2 separate regions of the Sus scrofa genome follow, and region 2 is linked to region 1. A link is a contact called in public Hi-C data. All regions are on one chromosome and are shown on one strand. The core of a region is the stretch at or near the end of the contact, and the rest is flanking DNA. Distances in the headings are between cores, read along the strand shown. Region 1 holds the start of NBN (nibrin). Region 2 has its middle 42 kb from the start of OSGIN2.

Region 1 (6,577 bases), core at 1,291-3,790:
GATAAAAGATATTGTTACAGAACTGTGTTCACAGATAGCAGCAAGGCTGGGTTCACAGAAATTATATCTGAAACAACAGAGGCAAGGTGGCAGCATTTAACCATCAGAAGAGAAAAACTATCCAAATGAGTGGCAAGATAGGCGTGGCAGTCAGAGATCCCCACCTCTGAAAATGATTAATAGAATATGGCATGCCTAGGAGAAAAGATAGAAGCTAGCCAACAAGGGCATGCTCAAACTATAAAATGAGAAGAAATCAAGGATGAGTGGCATAAGGCTGAAAGCAGCAGACTCAATAAAAAGTCACAGTCTCTTACCCAGTTTCCTGATTTCAGCTACTTTACTAGAACCCATTTACTGAAGAAGAGGAAGAATTGCAAGGTAGGACTCTGCAACACTACGGTGAGAATATATGGTAGTAATTTCCCCACACATGCTCACTTTACCCTCAGTCCTTCCCTAAAAGGACCAATTGCCGTTTCCCTGGGAAATCATACACTGAGGAAAAAGGAATGCTTAAATATTTTGAGGATTCTTGGATATAATCATTGCTGTTATCTAGGAACCAAAGTATTATCATGGCCCACAGTTATACAGGAGTCAGATAATAAATGGAATTTTTTTCCATGTGGGGCATAAATAGGTCTACTGAGCACAGGTACCTACCTAGTGATTACTGCCCCAGTTCCCAAATGTATGATTGGAATGGACATATTTGGTAGTTAGTACAGCACCCATATCAGTCCAGTTCTTTGGCCTAAGGGGTAAGAGCTATCAAAGTAGAAAAGGCCACAGGGGAGCCTCTGAAATTGCATAGGCAAGATAGTAAATTTTAAAAAGTGTACAATTTCCAGCTATAATGTAACATACAACACAATAACTATAGGTAATGATACTGTTTTGTATATTTGAAAGTTCGTATGTGTGTGAGATATGGGGTCAGTCTTTATTTCCTCTGTAGTGTTAACTAATATCCCCAGGACCATTTATTGAAAAAAAGAAAAACTTTCTTCCATTGCTCTGAAATATCACTTTTGAAAAATCACATTACATGTGTAGAACTTTTTAAGGTCTATTTTGACACATTTGCCTATTTCCTATCCTTGTGCCAATAGAACACTGACAATAACTAACTTTATAATAATACATCTTGATATTTGGTGGTTATAAGTACTCCAGATTTATTCTTCAAAATTTCCTTGGCTATTCTCAGCCTTTGCATTTCCATATAGATTTTAGAAACTTCTTGACAATTTCCACTCAGAGTATCTTCTGAGACTTTATTGTAGTTGCATTGGATCTATAGATCAATTTTGGGAGAAATGACATCTTAACAGTCCATGAACATGGCATGTTGTCCTGCATTTATTTAGGATTTATTTTAATTTGTGTCAGTAATATTTTGTAGTCAATAATGTTCTGTATCACATCTTTGATAGATTTCTAACAAAGTATTTGATGACTGTTGGTACTATTATAATTATTTAAATATCATTTTCTACTTATTTTCTGGAATAAAGGTACACAATTGAATATTTTAGACATGGTATTCAGTGACCTTATTAAATTCACTTTTCAATTCTTTTAGATTTTCAGTGTACATTATCATGTCATTGTGAATAATGACCGGTATTTCTTCCTTTCCAATCCTTTTCCCCTTGATTGCATTGATTAGAACATCTAAAACCATGTTGAAAATAAGCAGTAAGAGCAAAAGTGTTCTTATTTCATTCCTAGTGCTGGGGAAAAGATTAAATAATTTACCTTAAATATAATGAAATCAGCAGGGTTTTTTTGTAGGTGCTCTTTATCAGATCAAGGATGTTCCCTTTATTCCTATTTTGCTGAGAATAAATGGATGGATGCTGAATTTTATCAAATGATTTTACTACAACTACCATGATCATGATTTTCCCCACTTTTTCTGTTATTCTGATGAATTACATTTATTTTCCCTCCAGTTAACATCCTCCTTTATATTTCTGAAATAAGCCCCACTTAGCCATGATTGTCCTTTTTATATACCACCTAACTCAATTCACTAATTTTGTGTATAGGGTTTTCATATTTATGTTCATAACAGAGAATGGAAATCTAGCTTTTATTTTTCTGCACCCATGGCCAAGTGGAAGTTCCCAGGTCAGGTATGGAACTTGCACCACAGCAGAGACCCAAGCCACAGCAGAGACAACGCCATATCCTTAACCCACTGAGCCACCAGGAAACTCCATTAGACAATGCTTCTGAGAACCAGAAATTATCTAATCAGAAGTATACTCTAGGGTGTTTACTTTGTAGTGTTCATCGAACAGCTTTAATTTTTTTCATTCAGAGATAAAGTAAATACTATTTAATTATGTTTAAAATTTCATTGGAGTGTAGTTGACTTACAGTTTTGTGTTAGTTTTAGGTGTACAGCAAAGTGCATCAGTTATGCACATACATGCAAGATATCCAGTTTAATACAGGTTGAGCTGTTTCTTTCCTAACCACCAGGTGGCGACCAGGCGTCCAAGTCTGATTCCCCTTTCCCTCCTCTTTTTAGGCCCGCCCGGCTCCCGGGAGCGCGCACGTCTCAGAGTCCGCGCCGACTGCGGGCGCTACGGCCACGCACGTCGGTCGCTGCGGTCACGCTGCTGCATGTCGGATCCAACCCTGAGGATCCAGGACCATGTGGAAGCTGATTCCTGCCGCGGCCTCGGCCCGAGGTAAGGGCGGAAGGGAAATGTCTAGGGACGGATTTCCCTGGAGCAGCTGCAGTAGGCAGAGGGTTTGCAGAGCGATGTTTCCGGTCCGTTCTCGCCTCTTTCGCCGCCTTCTGGGCTGTTCTTCGTTCTCGCCCTGGGAGGCCGGAGGGCTGATGCGGAAAAACGGCGCATTTGTTGTGTGGGGATCGCGCTGTTTTCCTCGGCAGCGCAGTGCTTGCGAAACAGGCTTTAAATTGGGCAGGGGAGTAGGTGTGCGGCGCTGGGCGGCCAGGGACCGCCGGGTCGGCCGCCGGGGTACTCCACGGTTAGGACCAAAGCCACTGACGGGACCAGCTGCTCTGATCCTGGCTTAGATGGTCTGCAGGATTAATCCTTAGCAGGGGTACCTGTTGTGACTCCCAGTGTTTTAGGCTTTTGAAGAAATACCCAGAATAAGTTAACCCAAGCTAGAAAACACAGTGGCAACTGATGACTCCGTTTTGAACACATTGTTTTTGTAAATAGCCACGAAGATGACTTGGGTAAATGGCAACCACGGGAAAGCGTACTTTCGGTTTTGTTTCAGAGCCTTTTTCCATTTTGTCATCAGAACAACTGAAAAAAATTGTTTTTCTTTTTTTTTATTTCTAAGAATGGAAAATGGTAATCTCATGTTAATTGCTTGCCTACTCTGTGTAAGCACTTATTAGTTCATAGATAAACAGGGTTAGCCTATGATTGGTCTTGCCTTCAGAAAGTGTACGTTATGGTTGAAAAAAAAAAAATCTCCCAAGAAATAGCAAAAAGACAAAAAAAAAAAAATCTATGTGCAGACTCAATTGACTGACAATGTCAGGAAGTGTGGAGAGGACCAAACAAATGGAAAAATACTCTAATAATATCTCATAGTATTTATAGACTTAAAAATATTATAAAGACTCAAAATAAAAATATTATAAAGATCAAGGCATTGCTGTGGACTTGGAGCATTGCAGAGATAGAACATAAACTGTGGTAGACAAGTAGGAACAGTTTCCAGGAACAGTTGTAGCCTGTGACTGTCTCCTTGTGTCCTTTAGGGTGGTAGTAGAAGTAAAATGCCACTAGTGCCAGTAGGTGGCATTCTTAAACTTTTGGAGGATATTGAATCTAATGGAAGCTATGGGGTCCATACTTCTAGGAAAAATGTGAGTAAACCTACACAGGTTTTTTGTTGAAAGAGTCCACCCTAGGTTAAGAATCTGGTTAACAAAATGTGTTCCAAATCTGGTCAAAGCTTACCTGGACTCTTTGCTACTTGTCTTGTTTATCTTCATCATTCTACAACTGCAGTGCTCCAAGACTAAACTCCAGCATACATGCTATGACTCCAACAATTTGTGATTTCCAAAATTTTTAAAAACTAATACACTCTGCCATGTTCTTAAATCTACCTTAACAGAAAAAAAAAAATTACCCAATATATGCACTTCACTTTGGTCTGGAATTTTTGTGCATTGATTGATCTACATTTTTCATTCTTTTTTTTTTTTTGCCTTTTCTAGGGCTACTCCCTCAGCATATGGAGATTCCCAGGCTAGGGGTCTGATCAGAGCTATAGCTGCTAGGCGTACCCCAGAGCCGCAGCAACGTGGGATTCAAGCCTCATCTGTGGCCTAAACCACAGCTCAGGGCAACACCAGATCCTTAACCCACTGAGTGAGGCCAGGGATCAGACCCTAAACCTCATGGTTCCTAGTCGAATTCTTTAACCACTGAGCCATGACAGGAACTCCTATTTTTTACTCTTGATCCAGTACCATACTTTACCATACTAGGTTCTAAACATACTGTTGTGATTTTGTTTTGTAATGCATTAAATTTTTAATTTGGGCAAGCATTGACAGTTTTCAATATTGTTTTCTCTTTAGACAAAAGGTTGAGCTTTCCGTCTATACAGATTTGCATCCTTCAGTGAGGCTTTACTAGAAAACACAAATTTGATTTACATGAAGTTGTTTGTCAGCATTTAGATAGCAAAATAAAAATACTTAATTGTTTGTCATACTTATAAATACATGGTTGTGTATGGATCTGTTAATTTATTTTTTTAAAAAATTCTTAGACCCATACAGACTTTTGACTGGTGTTGAGTACATTGTTGGAAGGAAAAATTGTGACATTTTAATTGAAGATGATCAATCAATCAGTCGAAATCATGCTATATTAACTGCTAACTTTTCTATAACCAACCTGGTAAGTTACTAATTTTATTTCACTAGCTTATAGTAAGGGGATTGAAATATACATGATATACCTTGGTGTATATGTAAGAGAGAGTTTGAGAGACTTTTCATTTCATAGGGCTGTTAGTTTTTTTTTTTTATTAACAAAATTAAAGAGTTGTATTTTGGTAGTGGTACCGGTGGTATTTGAAATTTGAAGTTTCTGTTTCAGTATTTTACTGTTTGCTGTAGTGATTTAGAAACTCAGGAAGTACAACGTATTTCTGTTTCTTTACTTGAACATTTATTGAGTGCTTACTGTGTGTCAATCACTGTGCCAAGCCTGAGGATAGAGCGGTGACTAGACCATCTTTAAAGAGTTTATGTAGCCAGGTGAACACTGGTATTTCCATTATATCTTAGGTTTTTGCAAGGGGAATTGATTTGTTTTAGTAGGGGAAATAGCTGTTGTATATGCCCCACAGTTTTTTTTGGTTTTTTTTGTTTTTGTTTTTGTTTTTTTTTTTGATTGTTTGTCTTTTTAGGGCTGTACCTGTGGCCTATAGAGGTTCTCAGACTAGGGGACAAATTGGAGCTGAGTCACTGGCCTACACCACAGCCACAGCAATTACAGATCCGAGCTGCATCTGAGACCTTCACCACAGCTATGGCAACACGGGATCCTTAACCCACTGAGAGAAGCCGGGGATCAAACCCGTGTCCTTGTGGATACTCACATTTGTTTCTGCTGAGCCATGACTGGAACTCCCCCAGCTCTTTTGATTGGCTTTGAGTTTGTTTGGGTGTGTTGATTCTTTTAATAAAAAGATGGGTTATAAAAGTAATACAAATGTATACAAATAGCTGTGCTCAATGGTAATGCTGGTGGTAATAAGAAGAAAAGCTGTTGTTTTGAGCAAAGACTACATTTTGGCAAATGCTGGATTTGTTCAGTGATATTTAGGTTTTGTGACTGGATTCCATTATTTTTATTTATTTATTTATTTATTATTTTTTTTTTTTAATTTTTTTTGCCTTTTAGAGTGGCCACTTGCAGCATATGGAAGTTGCCCGGCTAGGGGTCGAAATGGAGCTGTAGCTGCCAGTCACAGCCATAGCCACAGCAACTCAGGATCCAAGTCATGTCTGTGACCTACACCACAGCTCATGGCAACACCAGATCCTTAACCCACTGAGCAAGGCCAGGAATCAAACCACATCCTCATGGGTAGTAGTCTGGTTTGTAACCTGCTGAGACACAACAGGAACTCCCTGAATTCTTTTAGATATAGAAAACTATTATAGTCAAAATTCCTAAAGAAAAAATAAACTTGGTGGAAGTCAGACCCTCTAGCCTTTTCTCATTGGACTGATTTTTACTATGTGATTTTGATACTGTTAAAAAAAAAAAAAAGTAAAAACAAAAACCTGGAGTTCCCATCGTGGCGCAGCAGAAACAAATCCAACTAGGAACCATGAGGTTGCAAGTTCAATCCCTGGCCTCACTCAGTGGTTCAAGGATCCAGCATCTCCGGAGCTGTGGTGTAGGTCACAGACTTGGCTAGGATCTGGTGTTACTATGGCTATGGCATAGGCCAGTACTACAGCTCCAATTGGACCCTAGCCTGGGAACCTCCATGTGCCTCGGGTGTGGCCCTAAAAAGACAGAAAGACAAAAAACAAAAA
Region 2 (6,749 bases), core at 4,067-6,566, 170 kb after region 1:
TTATTTCTAACCGAGAATATAATGATTTAAATAATGGGCCTCAAAATGCTTCTACTGACCACCAGTGATTTTACACTAAATACCTGGCCTGAGGTTCAATTAGTTTCCCCCTTTGTTAACTAAAGATAATACCTATTGCATAAAATTTCTGTTTGATATGATTTATGTACTTGGCCTGGTTCTGCGAATGCTTAATAAGTGAAATTATTTTGTTGTCTATATTTATCGTTACATTCTCCAGAATCTTCAAATCTTGCTTCATCTTGATTTGAACCCAACTGTTGTTCTCACGATTAAAGAGGCAAAGTTTAAAATTTTTTTTTTTTGTCTTTTCTAGGGCCGCACCTGCGGCATATGGAGGTTCCCAGGCTAGGGGTCTAATCGGAGCTGTAGCCTCCAGCCTATGCCACAGCCACAGCCATGTGGGATCTGAGCCACATCTGCAACCTACACCACAGCTCACAGCAACACTTGATCCTTAACCCACTGAGCAAGGCCAGGGTTCAAACCTGCAACCTCATGGTTCCTAGTTGGATTTGTTTCCACTGTGCCATGACTGGAACTCCTAAAAATTTTTTTTCCATTTTTTTTTTATTACTCAAAAGAATTTATCACATCTGTAGTTGTGTAATGACTAAAAAATTTTTAAAATGTTTGTGAAGAGAATGAGGTTGGAATCTATTATAAATGCTTTATATTAAATATATTTTTAAAAAGAATAGTTTCATGTTAAAACATTTAATATTTAAATATTACCTTAATAATATTATAAGTTATTACTCCATCAATAAGAAATAAATTATCATTAACAAATACTTATTGTGTAATTATTTTATTATTTTATTTTATTTCATTTCATTTTATTTTATTTTTGTCTTTTCTAGGGCCGCACCCGTGGCATATGGAGATTCCCAGACTAGGGTCAAATTGGAGCTGTAGCCACCGGCCTATGCCAGGGCTACAGCAACTCAGGATCTGAGCCGCATCTGTGACCTACACCACAACTGCGACCTACACCGTAGCTCATGGCAATGCCGGATCCTTAACCCACTGAGCAAGGCCAGGGATCGAACCCACAACCTCATGGTTCCTAGTCGGATTCGTTAACCACTGCGCCACAACGGGAACTCCTATTGTGTAATTATTTTACACAAGAGGAAAGAAGTGTGGATATTTACTTTTTAAGTAGTTTTTTATAAATATTAATGTTTTAAAGGAATTTTTATATTTTAAATTGCTCTGTATTCATATTAGAATATTATTCTATATTTGGTATGCTTTTAATAGAATTAAAAATTTTAAAACTATTTGGCCACTGTCATGCATTGCTGGCTTAAAAGTTTTTGGGTTTTTTTGGCTGTGCCCATAAAACATGGAATTTCCCAGGCTAGGGATCAAACCTGAACCACAGAAGTAACCTGGATCGCAGCAGTGGCAACACCAAATCCTTAACTCGCTGAGCCACAAGGGAACCCCATGCTAACTTGTACATTTGTATAACATGTTTGAAAAGTAATCTAGCAATATGATATACTTTGTTGATTTGAAGATATGCTTGCCTTTAAGATGAAACTTTATTTGTCATGAAGAAAAATAAAACTTGGTCATACACCTAGCACAATGTTTTCTTTTTTTTTTTTTTTTTTTTTTTTTTTGTCTTTTTTCTTTTTGTCTTTTTGTTGTTGTTGCTATCTCTTGGGCCGCTTCCGCGGCATATGGAGGTTCCCAGGCTAGGGGTTGAATCAGAGCTGTAGCCACCGGCCTACGCCAGAGCCACAGCAACGCGGGATCCGAGCCGCGTCTGCAACCTACACCACAGCTCACTGCAACGCCGGATCGTTAACCCACTGAGCAAGGGCAGGGACCGAACCCGCAACCTCATGGTTCCTAGTCGGATTCGTTAACCACTGCGCCACGACGGGAACTCCACAATGTTTTCTTTATTCTTATTGAAGTGTTTTAGACTTCTTAAGACATGAAATTTTATTATTTATAATTCTAGTACATGGAAAGAAAAAGAGCAGACTTCTTTATATTCAAAATCCAACTTTTTCATGTTACTCTTTCTCTGGGAGCTATGTCCATGTTTTTCTACATAATTTGTCTTCTGTGCCATCAAAGTTAAAATGTTATGTTCTCCCTTCAGTGTGAGCTCCCAGTGGCTAAAACCCATTTTGTAAATCTTGAGAAATGTGCTTTCTTCATATTTCCAGAAGGTGTCAATGAAAAGTTTTTGGAGAATACTCAGGACTCATTTCGTCTTCAAATGATCCCTAGCAGGCTTTTTGACTGAAGTGAGAAGGGTCACAGTGCTCCAGGTATTGTCACCAGGTATAACCACTAGGTTCACACATATATAGAGAGTGACAACCAGGTCAGTGACTGATGTCTGGCAGACGGTGATATTTAACACTGTGGATTGCATGTTTTCTTCTGATATCAGAGATATTAAAATGTGAAAAAATGTGCATTGTAGAACCAATGAAATATTGTTTGCAATGGTGAGAAAATTTTAACTGATTATGTCTTTTGATCCTCTTGCTTGCAAAAATTCTGTTGCTAGAAATCTAGCTTGAATAAATAATAATGAAAGCAGAAAATTCTATGTAAAAGATGTTCACAACAATGTTATTTATACTGTGAAAATTAAAATATTCTCTATTTCTGGCTACAGAGGAATAGTTTAAAAAATGCACAGTAGGATTTCAATTTTATACACATAACATAAATGCCCAAAATTTATGTTTGGAAAAAATAGGAAGAAAAAATATCCAAATGCTTTGGGCTTTGTTTTTGCTATTTACCCTTTGCATATTGAATCATATATTTTTAAATTTTATTTCTACATTTTCTAAAAGTATATACTACTTAGTTGTGTTATTGATTTAATATTATTTGATATTTTATTTTTACTAATGAATGTCACAACCTTATATTGTATAAAATAGTTTTAACTATTATATTTTTCTTCTTATTATATGTTACAAGCATTTTGGTCATTTTAAAACACCTTATTTTGGAAAATATTTGACAGAATGTTTAATCTGTCTATTCCTTTCCAAGATCTTTAGCTGACCACAAACTGTAAATCTTTTTTTTTTTTTTTTTCTTTTTATAGGACTGCTCCTGCAGCATATGGATTTCCCAGGCTGGGTCTAATCAGAGCTGTAGCTGCCAGCCTATGCCAGAGCAACAGCAACATGGAATCTGAGCCGCATCTGTGACCTACACCACAGCTCACAGCAATGCCAGATCCTTTACCCACTGATTGAGGCCAGGGATTGAACCCGAAACCTCATGGTTCCTAGTTGGATTCGTTAACAAGTGAGCCACAACGGGAACTCCACAAACTAATTCTTTCAGAAACTCAGAATATAGCATTTCAGTTTGAAAGCACTACTGCAAATTAGTTAGTTCAGCTGCCTGTTTAGTTCCAAGCATTTTTCTGTCTCCTCGGTGATCTGGAAATAGCAAGGCATGTTGTCACTGAAGTATCAGCTGCTTAGGCTAAGTTTGTACCCTTAAACTATATTTTACAAAAACAGCACCCAGATATTTCAGATAATCCTGATTTCAAATCTGTTCTTTTATCTCCATAAGAACACTTGTCTTGTTTTCTGGCTTTTAAATTCCAAGTCCAAAAATCATTGAAAGGGAAAGAAGTATGACATTTGCTCCAAAAATCAAGATAGCTATTACCTATCTTGGCTTTGGGCAATGATAGTTTCCAGAACATTAATCACACCCATATCCAAACAGAGATAAAGAAACACTTTCCAAAGTTTAAGAAAAATTTTCTTATTTTGACACTCTATTATTTACACTAATGTTGCTCCCTATAGTATCTGAATTAGCTAAACAATAGTATTTTTTACATAAACTAAGTTAAGGAAAGTAAGTTGAAGTCATTGTGGTATTAAAATATGGAGACAGTTTGTTTTCTCATCCCAGTTTAGGTGATATTGGGAAGGTTATTTGCATTCCCCAATGCTTGATTTGCCTGATGGTAAAATTTATAAAATGATAATATTTACTAGAGGAAATAGCATGCCTTTGGGTGGATCACTACACTTTGCTTCAACAAGAGCTTAGTAAAACATCACATGTTTATAATTTTGATAAATTGATATACTTTATATACTTTTGTTATTTCACTTCTGATCTAGAAATACTACACAAGGTATAATCCTTCCTGGTTTTGTGAATCTTCACAGTGTGCTGTGCTATGAAAGAGAAACATGCCTTATGAGCTAGATAAAAGTTTCCATACTGGTTTTGCCAAGAAAATGCTTGAGGACTCTGTGTGTGCTATTGCAGTTGCTGTGAAGTCAATGGCACTTGTAAATATTATGGTCAGGGCAGGGTCTTGATTATAGAAACTGTTACTTCATAACTCAACATGTAGTGTTGCCTTTCAATATATGAGATTATAATCCTTGATAATATTTCTTTTATTTTGTTTTATTTTTCATCTTTTTAGGGCCACACCCATGGGATATGGAGGTTCCCAGGCTGGGGATCAAATCAGAGCTACAGTTGCCAGCCTACACCACGCCACAGCAACAAGGGATCTGAGCCCCCGTGTCTTCGACCTACACCACAGCTCATGGCAACATAGGATCCTTAACCCACTGAGCAAGGCCAGGGATCGAACCCGTGTACTCATGGATACTAGTCAGATTTGTTTCTGCTGAGTCATGGTGGGAACTCCCCTTGATAATATTTCATATTGAGTCTCAGATGTGAAATTTATGATAGTTTGTGTCATGGAAGTAAAATTATATTATGCAGTTTTTATTTGCAATAAATACTGTTATTATACAAACTTCCATACCAAATTTCTTTCTATTTTACCTCTTGTTTACCTTTGACTGGAATACAGGCTTTTCCCAAGTGTTCTACTACTAACAATAGAATGAAAAGAATAGCCATGAACAAACTGCTGCTGAGTAAACTATGTTTCGTGACATAATGAGTGTCAAAAATCATTCTTTGTCTTTCCATTTATTAAATAAGGCACTTACAGTCAGACCTTATCCAAGTCAAATCATTCCCAGTAGGAAAAAACCTTGTAAAAGGAATAATAAAATACTTGGGTTTGCAAAATTATTTTAAAATCTTATTTTAGGTGTCTATTGACATTGGCCTGTGTTCACATGAATCTATTTCAAAGGATTTCATGTCTATCCCTCCTGTTGCCCACCTCCCTCCCCCAACAAAAAATGTTAAGAAATCGGTCCCATCTGAATAGGGGCCCTGTCTGACTCTGGGAGTTGACTTTCTGAGTCAGCAGAACCAAGGTCATTTATCTGGAAGTGATGTTGCCAGTGTTGGCAGCCTGAACCGAGAGGCCTGAACGAACTTCAGAGTCTGATTATACCAAAGACAAAGGATTGTTGGCATCATCATTTCCCTGAACAAGCAACAAGTGGGCATTCCATTCCAGGGTGGAACTGGGTGACCTCATGATCCTTCCCCAACTGTGAGAAAGTTACTTTTAGCTCAGCTATTAGGAAACAAAGAAAGGTTTATATTTTGTGAAAACTGTAGCCTGAGGAGTTTTTTTTTTTTTCCCCAGGACTTTTGTCGATTGAGAAAAACTTAAAAAAAAAATGCTTTGTTTGAAATATTAGATATTTCTGAATATTCAACAAATTCAAAAATTAATTTTTTTAAACATTCATTGAGGCAATTTGTCAGGTACTAGAGATACAAAAATGATTAAGACTTGGTGTCCTCAAGGAATATACATTTTAGTGAACTGTATGAAAATATACCTATTTTATGTATAAGATAAATTAATCCCTCTGATCACTACCTGAAGAGAAGATCTGGGGCTGTCCTTATCTTGTTTTTAAGTCTTAGTTTCTTCATCTATAAAATGAAGACCATACCGGTCTTTATTTTATTTTATTTTTGTCTTTTTGCCATTTCTTGGACCGCTCCCACAGCACATGGAGGTTCCCAGGCTAGGGGTCTGATCGGAGCTGTAGCCACTGGCCTACGCCAGAGCCACAGCAATGTGGGATCCGAGCCACATCTGCAACCTACACCACAGCTCACGGCAAAGCTGGATCCTTAACCCACTGAGCAAGGCCAGGGATCGAACCCACAACCTCATGGCTCCTAGTTGGATTCGTTAACCACTGAGCCACGACGGGAACTCCCCATTACCAGTCTTATTTTAAAAGTAACTGAGTTCCTGTTGTGGCTCAGTGGGTTAGGAACCCAAATTGTATCCATGAAGATACAGGTTCGATCCCTGGCCTTGCTCAGTGGATTAAGGATTCAGCCTTGCCCCAAGCTGTGGTGTAGGTCACAGATGTGGTTTCGATCCAGAATTGCTGTGGCTGTCATGTAGCCTGGAAGCTGCAGCTCTGATTCGACCCCTAGCCTGGGAAATTTCATATGCTGCAGGTGCAGTCCTAAAAAGAAAAAGAAAAAAATAGAAAAAAAGAAAAAAGAAAAGAAAAAAAGAAAGAAAAAGTTACTGAGAGGGGATGAAATTATTATCTATCTGAAAGTATTAAAAAATCTTTTACTAATATCTCTCAATTTGTCAATGACTGGAATTTATATTACCTTGGGTAAGATGTTTGTTAAAAGGAGAGATTCTTATGTGCTGGGGGTTTGGGATGGAAATACTATAAAATTTGGTTATGATGATCATTGTACAACTATAAATGTAATAAAATTCATTCAGTAATAAAGAAAATAGTACACCACTAAAAAAAAAAAAAAAAGAAAAA

The links. Hi-C and Micro-C count contacts between places; a contact is called where the count stands out from the background.
Region 2: a Hi-C map of embryonic fibroblasts shows a contact between it and region 1, with 2.2 times the contacts expected there. A contact is called at or near these places in 4 of 5 promoter capture datasets (fetal liver, fetal skeletal muscle, liver and 1 more), 29 of 47 Hi-C or Micro-C datasets (adipose tissue, alveolar macrophages, blood and 14 more) and 2 of 2 datasets of targeted methods (alveolar macrophages and skeletal muscle).

Annotation. Positions count from the first base shown.
Region 1 is chr4:46,785,124-46,791,700 of Sscrofa11.1, forward strand. It overlaps NBN (nibrin), which reads left to right and starts at 2,541. Exons shown (of 15, transcript XM_021089137.1): 1 at 2,541-2,708; 2 at 4,792-4,922. The coding sequence starts at 2,672.
Region 2 is chr4:46,951,380-46,958,128 of Sscrofa11.1, forward strand. No RefSeq gene overlaps it. Among named protein-coding and RNA genes, the nearest start is that of OSGIN2, 42 kb to the left of the region's middle.